Regions from separate parts of the Sus scrofa genome. Here region 1 is linked to region 2. Evidence: chromatin contacts called from public HiChIP or PLAC-seq data. All regions are on one chromosome and are shown on one strand. Each heading gives the region's core, a stretch centred on a gene start, on an enhancer-like site or on the middle of the called end of the contact. The rest is flanking DNA. Distances are from core to core; before and after follow the strand shown.

What was found. HiChIP or PLAC-seq counts read pairs in DNA pulled down with a chosen protein or histone mark.
Region 1: a contact with region 2 is called in an H3K27ac HiChIP or PLAC-seq map of skeletal muscle, with 7 times the contacts expected there. The contact joins the promoter of LOC106510532 here to the promoter of ZNF260 in region 2. A contact is called at or near these places in 1 of 5 promoter capture datasets (fetal skeletal muscle) and 1 of 2 datasets of contacts at active chromatin or transcription factors (skeletal muscle).

The regions. Positions count from the first base shown.
Region 1 is chr6:46,609,857-46,614,893 of Sscrofa11.1, forward strand. It overlaps LOC106510532 (zinc finger protein 345), which reads right to left and starts at 3,523. Exons shown (of 3, transcript XM_013998463.2): 1 at 3,405-3,523; 2 at 2,441-2,515. It overlaps LOC102164415 (zinc finger protein 420-like), which reads right to left and starts at 3,462. Exons shown (of 11, transcript XM_021097540.1): 1 at 3,405-3,462; 2 at 2,441-2,515. The coding sequence starts at 2,473.
Region 2 is chr6:45,856,210-45,861,443 of Sscrofa11.1, forward strand. ZNF260 (zinc finger protein 260) reads left to right here and starts at 1,865. Exons shown (of 5, transcript XR_002345315.1): 1 at 1,865-3,324.

The sequences.
Region 1 (5,037 bases), core at 2,273-4,772, 760 kb after region 2:
AAATTAAAATATAGACAGTAAATATCTACATCTGTATCTATATCTCATTTTTACACCCCTCCACTTCTAAAAATGTATTTTAGGACACTAAGGATAAAAGAAAAAATTTTAAATCATAAAAGTCATACAACATAGATACTCAATATCAAAAACCCAAGTTAAGGTTATTACTACAATTGATCATTATCTGCAGTGTTCAAAGTCCTGGCGGAAGTGCTATGGGGAAATACTAAATACAACGGATTAAATGATTCCTATTTGCCAAGGACTATTCTCAGATGATAAGCAAGATTTTGCTGAGAAACAGGAAGAAAGGGTAATATCAACTGAGAGGATGATATTAGAAGGTTTCCCAAATTTCTACTCACATAATTACAGATACAATGCAATTCAATCCCAATCCCAAAAGATGTCTGAGTGGAACCAAGCGATTTCAAAAAATTATGTGGATCTGCAAAGGAATACAAACCGCCGAGACACTCTTAAGGAACAAGGAGGTAAGAGGACTTGCTCCAAATATCATAAAGTCATAGTGAATAAGACAGCATAGTATTGCTGCAAGGAGAGACAAACAGCAATGGAGCAAAACATAAAGCCCAGAAACCGATGGAGACATAATGGTAAGACTTGATTTTTGACTACAGTGGCACTGCAGATCAGTGCAGAAAAGACAACTTTTCAATAAATGATATCGGAGCAACTGGATACCCACATGGGGAACAACATGAAATTGCATTCCTCCCCTGTACAAATCAATTCCAGGTAGTTCAAAGACATAAATGCTAAAGCCAAAAACTAGGAAGCTTTTAGAAGAGAATACAAGAGAATCTTCATTACCCCAAGGTAAAAGAAAATTTCTTAAACAAGCACTAACTACTGAAAAAGATTCCACTGCATTAAAATTCAAAACCTCTATTTACCAGAAGGCATCAGCATGAAAAACCAAGCTGGAGGAGAAGATAATATTTGTCATACGTGCAACTGACAGTAAATAACATACAGAAGATACATTTATGTACGTATGTTACATATATATTTATAGTCAACAGCCATAAATCAGAGAAAAACCCAATTAAAAATTGGCAGAATATTTGAACAAGCATTTTACAAAAGAGGATATCCTGGTGGGCAAGAACTAGTGTTCAATTTCATTGATAATAAGGGCATATCAATTAAATGTGATAACACTAGATGTCTACCAAATTGGCAAAAATTTATAAAGTGTGATAATGCCAGGAGCTGGCATGACTATGGAACAAAAGGAACCTTTGAAAATTACTGATATGAGTAAAAAATTTGCACAGTATCTTTAGAGGATGCTTTGGCATAGAAAAACTGAAGATGCATGAACAGTAGCCCTCAACAATTTACTAACAATTTTAGTATACAAAGAAATTCAAGCACACATGTACCAAAATATGTGCATAAAATAGTCACAGTCCCATTGCTTGAAATAGCCAAAAACTGGAAGCAAGTAAATTGATATTATCATGCAATGAGATAGTGTGTGTGTATACATATAACACACACACACACATATATATAGACACATATATAGCAATGGGAAAAATGAACTGTAGTTATAGAAATATGAAAATGTTCACAAACATTTTTAATGAAAAAAGACACAAAAGAATATTTATTCATGCCAAAATATAAAACAGACAAAAACTGAATCTATGTGGTTTTGGAATTCACACCAAAGTTCTAATGAAAGACAAAGTGGTTGTCACCAGAAGTGCCTCCAGGTTGTGGAGGCATATATCAGGCTGCTTTAGAGATGGCTGTATTCTTTTACTGGACCTGGGTATTCCTTACATGAGTCTTTTTTTTCCCCTTGCAGCCTCTCTTTACACAAGTCGTTATATTATTTGTTAAACTGCACAAATGGATATTAAATGGCATGTGTGTATCTAATTTGAAATTTAAAAAATAAGCCATAGGCATTTCAAATAAATATGTACCTCTAAAAATGTGTCCAATATTAAATTATGTGGGGAAAATATAATTTTATGTAAAAATGAAGGTTATAAAATAGTAAATGCTGAATAAATTCAATTTTTTAAAATCACATTTTATATATGTACATAAAACATGCTGAGAAAAAAATATCAAAATGTTGCCATTAGTTTTAGGTAGGAATTTAAATTTTCTTCATTGGGGATTGCCATACTTTTGAAATTATTTAAAACAATCATGTTTTAATTTTATATTAAAAAAGAAATAGTTGGGTTTTTTTAAGACAGCTGGAGAAAAAATTAAACCATTTGACAAATTAGAAAGAGAAAGGTGCATGTGTGAATGGGGGTTTGGTTTAAATCACATTTCACACATGAAAAATTCCGGGGATCAGGTCATCTGATAGGCAAGAATTTTCAAGAGGAGGAAAGCCAGTTACATACTGACAAAGAAAAGAGGATTTCAAGAAACGACAAGCTACCTTGCAGGTGCCTTGAGGATGTTCAACAGCCATTCTCTACTCCACTCTGGAAGATTCTATTCAAGCAGAGCAGAGCTGAGGAGGGAAAAAGGAGTCAGGAGAAACCAGGCTCTTCTGGAAGCCCCAAGTCAAATTACCGCCCATCACCTACAGATGTAGGTCAGACAAAGCTCGGGCGTCCTGCTCAATACCACCATTACAGACAAGAGCAGGGTCATTTGCAGTTCTGGGCAGAATCTGTCCCTGAGCTAACAAAGGTCTCCGGGGAACAGAGCGCTGGAGTCATAGAGGCTCCAAGACAAAGACGCCCCACACCTACAGTGCTAGATGGATACACATAATCATACAAACTCACACTACGGGGACACAGGCACCTCAGACCTCCAACACAATGGGCTGCAGACAGCCACACAATTACACACACCACAGGGCAGTCCGTCAGAACAGCAGAGTCACAGGCACACCACATTCTCACATACCCAGTGACACCTACCACGGGGACACAATGGCAACAAATTCACATGCATCCTACCACCACAAATCAATCAATCTCTCTCTCTCACACACACACACCCCCCAAGGGGAAACAGCCATAAATCTCACAGGCAAATATCTCTTCCCTCTCTTTAATAAAGTCTTTAATAAAGTCTTCCTCCACACCCGTGGTTCAGCAAATGATCATAATCTCACACACACACACACACACCCCAAAAGGATACACAGTTTTACAACCGCAGTCAAGGAACATCGCACTCTCGTGTCACACCCAGTCATACAAGCACAATCAAAACTGCAAATCAAGCCCGCCTCCCCGCCCTCAGAGTTCGGTACGCGGCCACACAGACACAAAGACACAATCACAGACACATACGCTCCTCACAATCTCCCCTTCTCAACTGACTCCCGTAGAGGCCAGAGGTTCCCGACAGGCGCGGTCCCAACCCCAGGCTCCAGGACATCTCACCTACTATTCCTCTGGTCTGGTCAGCACGGCTCCACTCTACTTAAATTGAGCCTAGCAGCTCTCACAGCACCCCGAAGCCATTTCCCCCAACCCGCCAGAACGCCCCGCCCACTCTCAGCAGCGGGTATAGTTCTCGCGGGAGGGGGCATTAGGCCTAGAGGCCTCTGGGAGATGTAGTCCAGAAGGCGACGGGGGCTAAAAGCTGTCTCCAGTTTATCCAGTTCCCCAGTAGTTAAGAGCTTGGACCTGCAGCGTACGGGAGGCTTCCGCGAGGCTTAGCTGAAAAGAACTCGCTCGACCAAACTTTAGTCAAGCTCCTTTGGGCCCTCTTCTTGACTTAGACCTCGTCCTTGATCTACTGACCCCAGTTCAGCAAGAAAAAAATCCCCCTACCGGATACTTAACCAAATTCCTCTTTTTTTTTTGCATCCACTCCATCACCCTGACCATTGGCTATTAATCCCCGGTTACTGTTATAGACCAAGTTGGGTTCAGTATCTCTTCCCTATCTTTAATAAAGTCTTCAATAAAATCTTCCTTATGTGACTGTCGGCTGCAACTTTCACACAGCCCGGCCTCAGAGTATGGCTCTCAGGTTTTGGGCGCTCACCGTGCAACATGCTGGGTCCCATGGCCTCCTGGGATATGTAGTCCAGGACTTTGCCAGTGGCCAAAGGGATTGCGTTCCCTAGGCGCTAAAGTGGGGCCTGATCTCTGTTAAATAAATGCTCAAGACGCTGCTTAGAATTATGCTTTGCCGCGGGAACGCGCAAATGCTCCCTGGGCAAGTTGCTGTGGAACGTGTTGGGGAGCCAGAAGAGCAAACCGAACGTGAGACCTGAGTGTCTGGGACCAAAGCAGCTTAGGGAGTTAGAAGGGGGGAATCCACAGCTCAGTCATGTACGTGAGAGCGGGCAAAGGAGGGCCCTAGTGTGAGACCATGATGAGATTGCGGGCATGACTACATTTAGGGGTTAGTTGAATTAATGAGGGACAGTATGTGGGTAAAATTGATGAGTGTGAGAGAGAGGTGGGAACAAGATTCTGAGTGGCTTTGGGAGGATGGAGGTTCATATTGTGGACACGTGTGTTTGGGAGTAATTGTGTGTGTGTGTGTCAGGGCAAGATTGTGTGTGGATCTGTGTGTGTTTCAGAACGTGAATGTAGGTCACTGCATGGGTGGATGGGCTAGAGGAGGAAAAGTCCTCTCAGCTTCCATTTCCTCTTCAAATTGTAATAATAAGAGCATGTCGGTGTTCCTGCCATGGCCAGTGGGTTAAGAATCTGGCTGCAGCGGCTATGGTCACTGTTGGAGGTGCCAGTTGGATTCCCATTGGATTCCAGGGTTGCCCCCAGCTAAAAGGGAGGTTGCAGCTCTGGCTCTGTAGCTCAGATTCAATCCCTGACCCAGAAACTTCCATATGCCAAGGGCGCAGACATCAAATTAATAAATACATATAAATGGTATGTTTTAGGAGAAGGGGCTCCATATTGTGATAAGTAACATCTAGCTTTTTGTTTGTTTGTTTGTTTTTTGGTCTTGTCTTTTTAGGACCACATCCACTGCATGTGTAAATTCCCAGGCATATGGAAGTTCCCAGGCTAGGGGTGGAATTGGAGCTGCAGCTTGCAG
Region 2 (5,234 bases), core at 615-3,114:
GAAACTCACAGCTCTCACACTGTGCATTTTTATCTCAATCAACATCATGATGAAGACAATTACATGCTACAAGACTCATGCATCTATGAGTACATTTTTTTTTTTTTGGTTACTAAATAACATATACAATATATACCATTTAAAGTCCTCTATTTTCATTTAATATAATACTGTAAATTCTCTTCTTTTCCTCATAAATACATTTATAAGATGGTTGCTCCATATGCAACACAATATCCACAGGAAGGAAGAGAAAGGAAGTCAAAAGCATACATGCCCACTGAGCCTGTCCCACACCCCTCTTTAAAGAACTGTTTAAGAAACCCAATCTAACAGCTTTTGTTTACATCTATAAGATAAGATAAAACGTGGAGGGGTTTTTTTGTTTGTTTGTTTTTTCCTATTCGTTTCTCTTTAAGCTGGGCACAGTGCCCCTTCAAACAAAATCAGGATTTTTTTTTTTTTTTGGTCTTTTTAGGGCTGCACCCGCGGCATATAGAGGTTACCAGGCTAGGGGTCAAATCAGAGCTATAGCTGTCGGCCTACACCACAGCCACAGCAATACCAGATTGAAGCCGCCTCTGTGAACTACACCACAGCTCAAGGCAGCACTGAATCCTTAACTCACTGACTGAGGCCAGGGATAGAACCTGCGTCCTCATGGAACCACAACAGGAACTCCAAAATCAGGATGTTTGTAGCAATACAGACTGGATACTGCGTTAGTCACACATACAATAAAACAACACTAATGTTAAAAATATTCTCAAATAGGAGTTCCCGTCGTGGCACAGTGGTTAACGAATCCGACTAGGAACCATGAGGTTGCGGGTTCGGCCCCTGCCCTTGCTCAGTGGGTTAACGACCCGGCGTTGCCGTGAGCTGTGGTGTAGGTTGCAGACGCGGCTCGGATCCCGCGTTGCTGTGGCTCTGGCGTAGGCTGGTGGCTACAGCTCCGACTGGACCCCTAGCCTGGGAACCTCCATATGCCGCGGGAGCGGCCCAAGAAATAGCAACAACAACAACAACAACAAAAAGACAAAAGACAAAAAAATAATAATAATAATAAAATATTCTCAAATAACTCAATTATGTGAGAAGTTATAATAACATCACTTAAATGAAAACATAAAAAATATATATGTATCTATATATCTTCATATGTGTACACGTGTAAAAACAAAATAGCACACAAGATAAACTGTTTGCCATATTAATTTTAAAAATTAGGAAGTTCAAGGAAGACGTTTCCAAAGAGAAATACTAGGTTCCAGGTTAATGACGGGTCTTTGTTATGCGTTTGCCAAGAAAAAAAAAATCACTTCCTGAAAAAAACAAAGCGAAAATATCGTCACCTTTAAAAAGACTTTTAGATGTCACAACTAATATTTTCTCCTCCTCTGAGATTTCTCTTGGAAGAGGACTATGTTAGCTAGACAGCAGTAAGTAAAAAATGGGGTTAAACCAAAGTGTGCTTGGTTTTGCAGAAACCGTTAAATTGCATAAAGTTCCAAACACCACATGTTTCAAAAAATTAGTGGGAACAAACAACCAAAACACATGTTTGCTTACAGATTTTGGCAACCTAGAGTAACCTTTGCCTCTTTAATATGCCTGCCTTTTCGAGACTATGCATTGCCCCTCACCCCCACCCCGGGTTTAAAACTTCTCCCTCCAGCTCTGGAGAAACAGTGCTTTGAGAGCTATCTCCCTGTCTCCTTACTTGTCACAAGTAATACATGCTTCTGCTTTAATCGAAAGCACGTGGTGTGTTTATTGGCTCCGCACTACAAGGGACAGACCCAATGAGCCGCTAATAGACCGAGATGGGCAAGAACAACTTTTTTTTTTTTTTTTTAGGGCACACCCGCGGCATATGGAGGTTTCTAGGCTAGGGGTCCAATCGGAGCTACAGCTGCCAGCCTACGACCCACATCACAGCTCACCGCAACGCCGGATCCTTAACCCACTGAGCGAGGCCAGGGATCAACAGCAACCTCATGGTTCCTAGTCGGATTCGTTTCTGTTGCGCCACGAAGGGAACTCCCGAACCTTTCTTGGGGTCCAAATGATAAAGTCACCTTACTCCCTTGCCCTCCCGCCCCCAAAAGAGGAAGGCTAACAGAGAAGATCTAGGCTTCCACTTTAACCTCAATATCATATTCAAGGTCTTTACTGCTAAGGGGAAGAGCCATCCCGTTTCTCACATATGACTATACGTGACACACAGTGCCGACCCTCAAATTTACGCATCCAGTGCTGCACAGTCACATATCTACCGCTAGACACAAAGGTAACAACCTCAGTCATAAATTCTTCCCTCCGCACAGTGCCACACAGTTTCCGTTGGGACGCAGTCACAGAAGCACAATCACAAAACTCCCTATGCCTGCACACAAAGAGGAACACATGGTCATTTAGAAAAAATTCACACACCTACCACAGGGACACACAGTATCACACCACGGCGACTCGCTACGTAAAACTCCTCACATACATAAACACGGTATCACACACAGTCACAAAAAAAAGACACATCACTGAAGCACAGAGTCACACACAACTTCATAACCGACACTCCCCTCCCCAAACCCGCCCATTCCGCCTGAACAGACTTAAAACAAGTCTTGATCCCGGTTCCGCGAGACAGACGTTTCACCTCCAATCTCCCGCGCAGGGCATCAGCGGCCGGGCTCAACCACTCGAGACTAAGGCCCGGCTGCCGAAGAGCTCCGCTCAGAGCCGCCGCCGGAGACCGCGGCGCCCTCTGGGAAATGTAGTTGAGCGCCGCACTCGCGAGGGACAAGATGGCGCCGGGGGTGAACCCGGCCAAAGAGATCCGCCCACCACTCCATTCTTCACCCCTGCTCGCCCCCAACCTCAAACGCGCCCTGGAGCTTGGCGCTCCTGGCATACCCTGGCACTGTGGCTTCTAGTGGGAATCACCCCAGCGTGCTTAAAGTGAGCTTATTGTATATAACCCGAGGCATATCACTGCCCTCTCCCAGAAGTAGACCTAACACAGGTAGAATGTTATTTACCTAAGTCCTGAGGCTCAGCCTAGAGACACTTGTCCCCCGACAAGGGAGACAGTGCCAAAGCTATGGTGGAGTTGAGAAAGCGCGAAAGACGATTGGAATCACTGAAACTTCTGGGAAATGTAGTCCACAGTCACCAAAGTGGGCGACCGACCAACATCATCGGACTCCGCAGGGTAGTGAGCCGGGGCTTGTTGAAGCCCAGGAGACCTCTGGGAGTGCTACCCAGCCCAAGGAGTGCGCAGGCGCAAGCTTTCTGGCTCGCCATCGTCGTCTTTGTCTGCTGGTGAGTTTGTTTTTGGTTCTGCGGCGGTCAGATCTGGGTGCGGGATCTAGGTTTCTGGGCTTACAATCCAGTCAGCGGGAGTTTATAGGAGAGGTTTCGCGGAGCCTACGACTGGGCTGGGAAAATTGAACGGGAAGAATCGCCTTCTGTGACGTGCATTGTTCAAAGCTCATGTGGATGGGGGCAGGGGTACAGAAGGAAACTGGGGCGGGTTCGCGTGTGGGCGACCAAGGGTGTGACAGTTGTAGAGTTGCAACTTGTGTAGTTCCAAGTTAGTGGGTGGCATTGTGAGCTTAGTGGGGTAGTATCATCTAAACCTCACTTTCTAAAAATAATGGTAATAAGGATGCATCTTTCTGGAGCATCTGTTTCTATGAAAGGTGAGAAAGGGAGAAAGCTAAACAATTGTGCGGATAAGTAATTTTTAAAGCGATTTTTATATAAAAGACTCATTGTGGAGTAGAAAACAATATCATCATTTTAAAAAAATCTAAGGGGAAAGATTTCCGGAAAACTTATTAATGGATGTCTAAACTACACCTAGGTATTGACTTTTCTTAATTTTTTGGAGGCATTTTGGTGAGGCTGCATTGAGAATTCCTGGACTAAGGAATAGCTTTAGGCGAGGTAGTTTGTACTAGTGCAGACAGCACAGAATTGGGAAGCAAGTTGTCCAGTCTTTGGTGGAGAAATCAAGTAACCGACTTAAGACTCCCTAGTTTGTCAAGAATCATGGCAGTCACACTAATTGGACCAGGCTTTCCCCAAACCAAATAGCCTTTTGTAAATGTAGTGAAACGAATTTTTATTTTCCCTATCTACAATTTCTTTCGGTATAACACAAAATAGTTTTCAATAAAGTGAAAAAGTATCAGTATAAAAATTCATGTATAGACATAATAGCTTTGATAAATACTGAAAGTAATCAGTAAGAGTTATCAAGAAGACTACTTTATTTGCATAGCAACAAATCAGATAAAACACCTAGGGATAAAGAGCAAATGTGTAAAACTTATATGAAGATTATTTTTAAATGTTAATGAAGGAGCTAAAAGACAAGCGAATGGAAATATATGTCATATGTTAGATTTTAAAAGCCTGCAATGTATTTTGCTACATGAAGAAAGTAAAGTGTTTGGTGTAATACACTATTTTTTTTTAGTAAGTGGGGATAAAAATGTATATTTGTAACTGCATGAAGAAACTTCTGAAGTTTACAGAGAAAATAAAAACAGTTGTGGGGGGCTGCAGCAGCTAGGGCAGGGATAAGAATCACATTTTAGGGTGTTTTTGGCTGCATCTGGGGCAGCCATGGAAGTTCCTGGGTCAGGGGTTGAACCAATGCCACAGTAGCAACTCAACCTACTTCAGTGATAATGCCAGATCCTTAACCCGCTGCACCACAGGAGAACTCCAAGAACCGCATTTTTGCTTCCCTGTTTTGTACATTTCCATTTTTAACTGGGATAGAGGAATTAGATAGATTTCTATGTTCATTCCTTTTCGTATGTTTATCATTGCCTTAGTTTTTAATGTCTCCGTGACTTCCATGATACTATTCTCATTTTTATAATTTCAATCAAAACCAAGGAACAACTCCCCTCCATTAGTGACTTATGTTTCTGTTTGTCCCTATATATTAGTATTCCTAAGTTTCTGACTTTGATCATTTTTTTTTTCACCTCTAACAACTCTATGAGTAACAAAATTCCACTGCTATGGCTTCAGCTGACCCAGAGCAGTAACAAATGACCACCCCTATTGAGGCTTTTCTGAACACCTCATCCATATATCCAGCTGCCTAATAATGTACAGCTCCATCAGGAGGATGCATAGTCACTTCAGACTCCTTATGTCACACTTTTACCTCTTTCCTCCTGTGGTTTGCCTCCATCCTTTCGCCTTCTGTA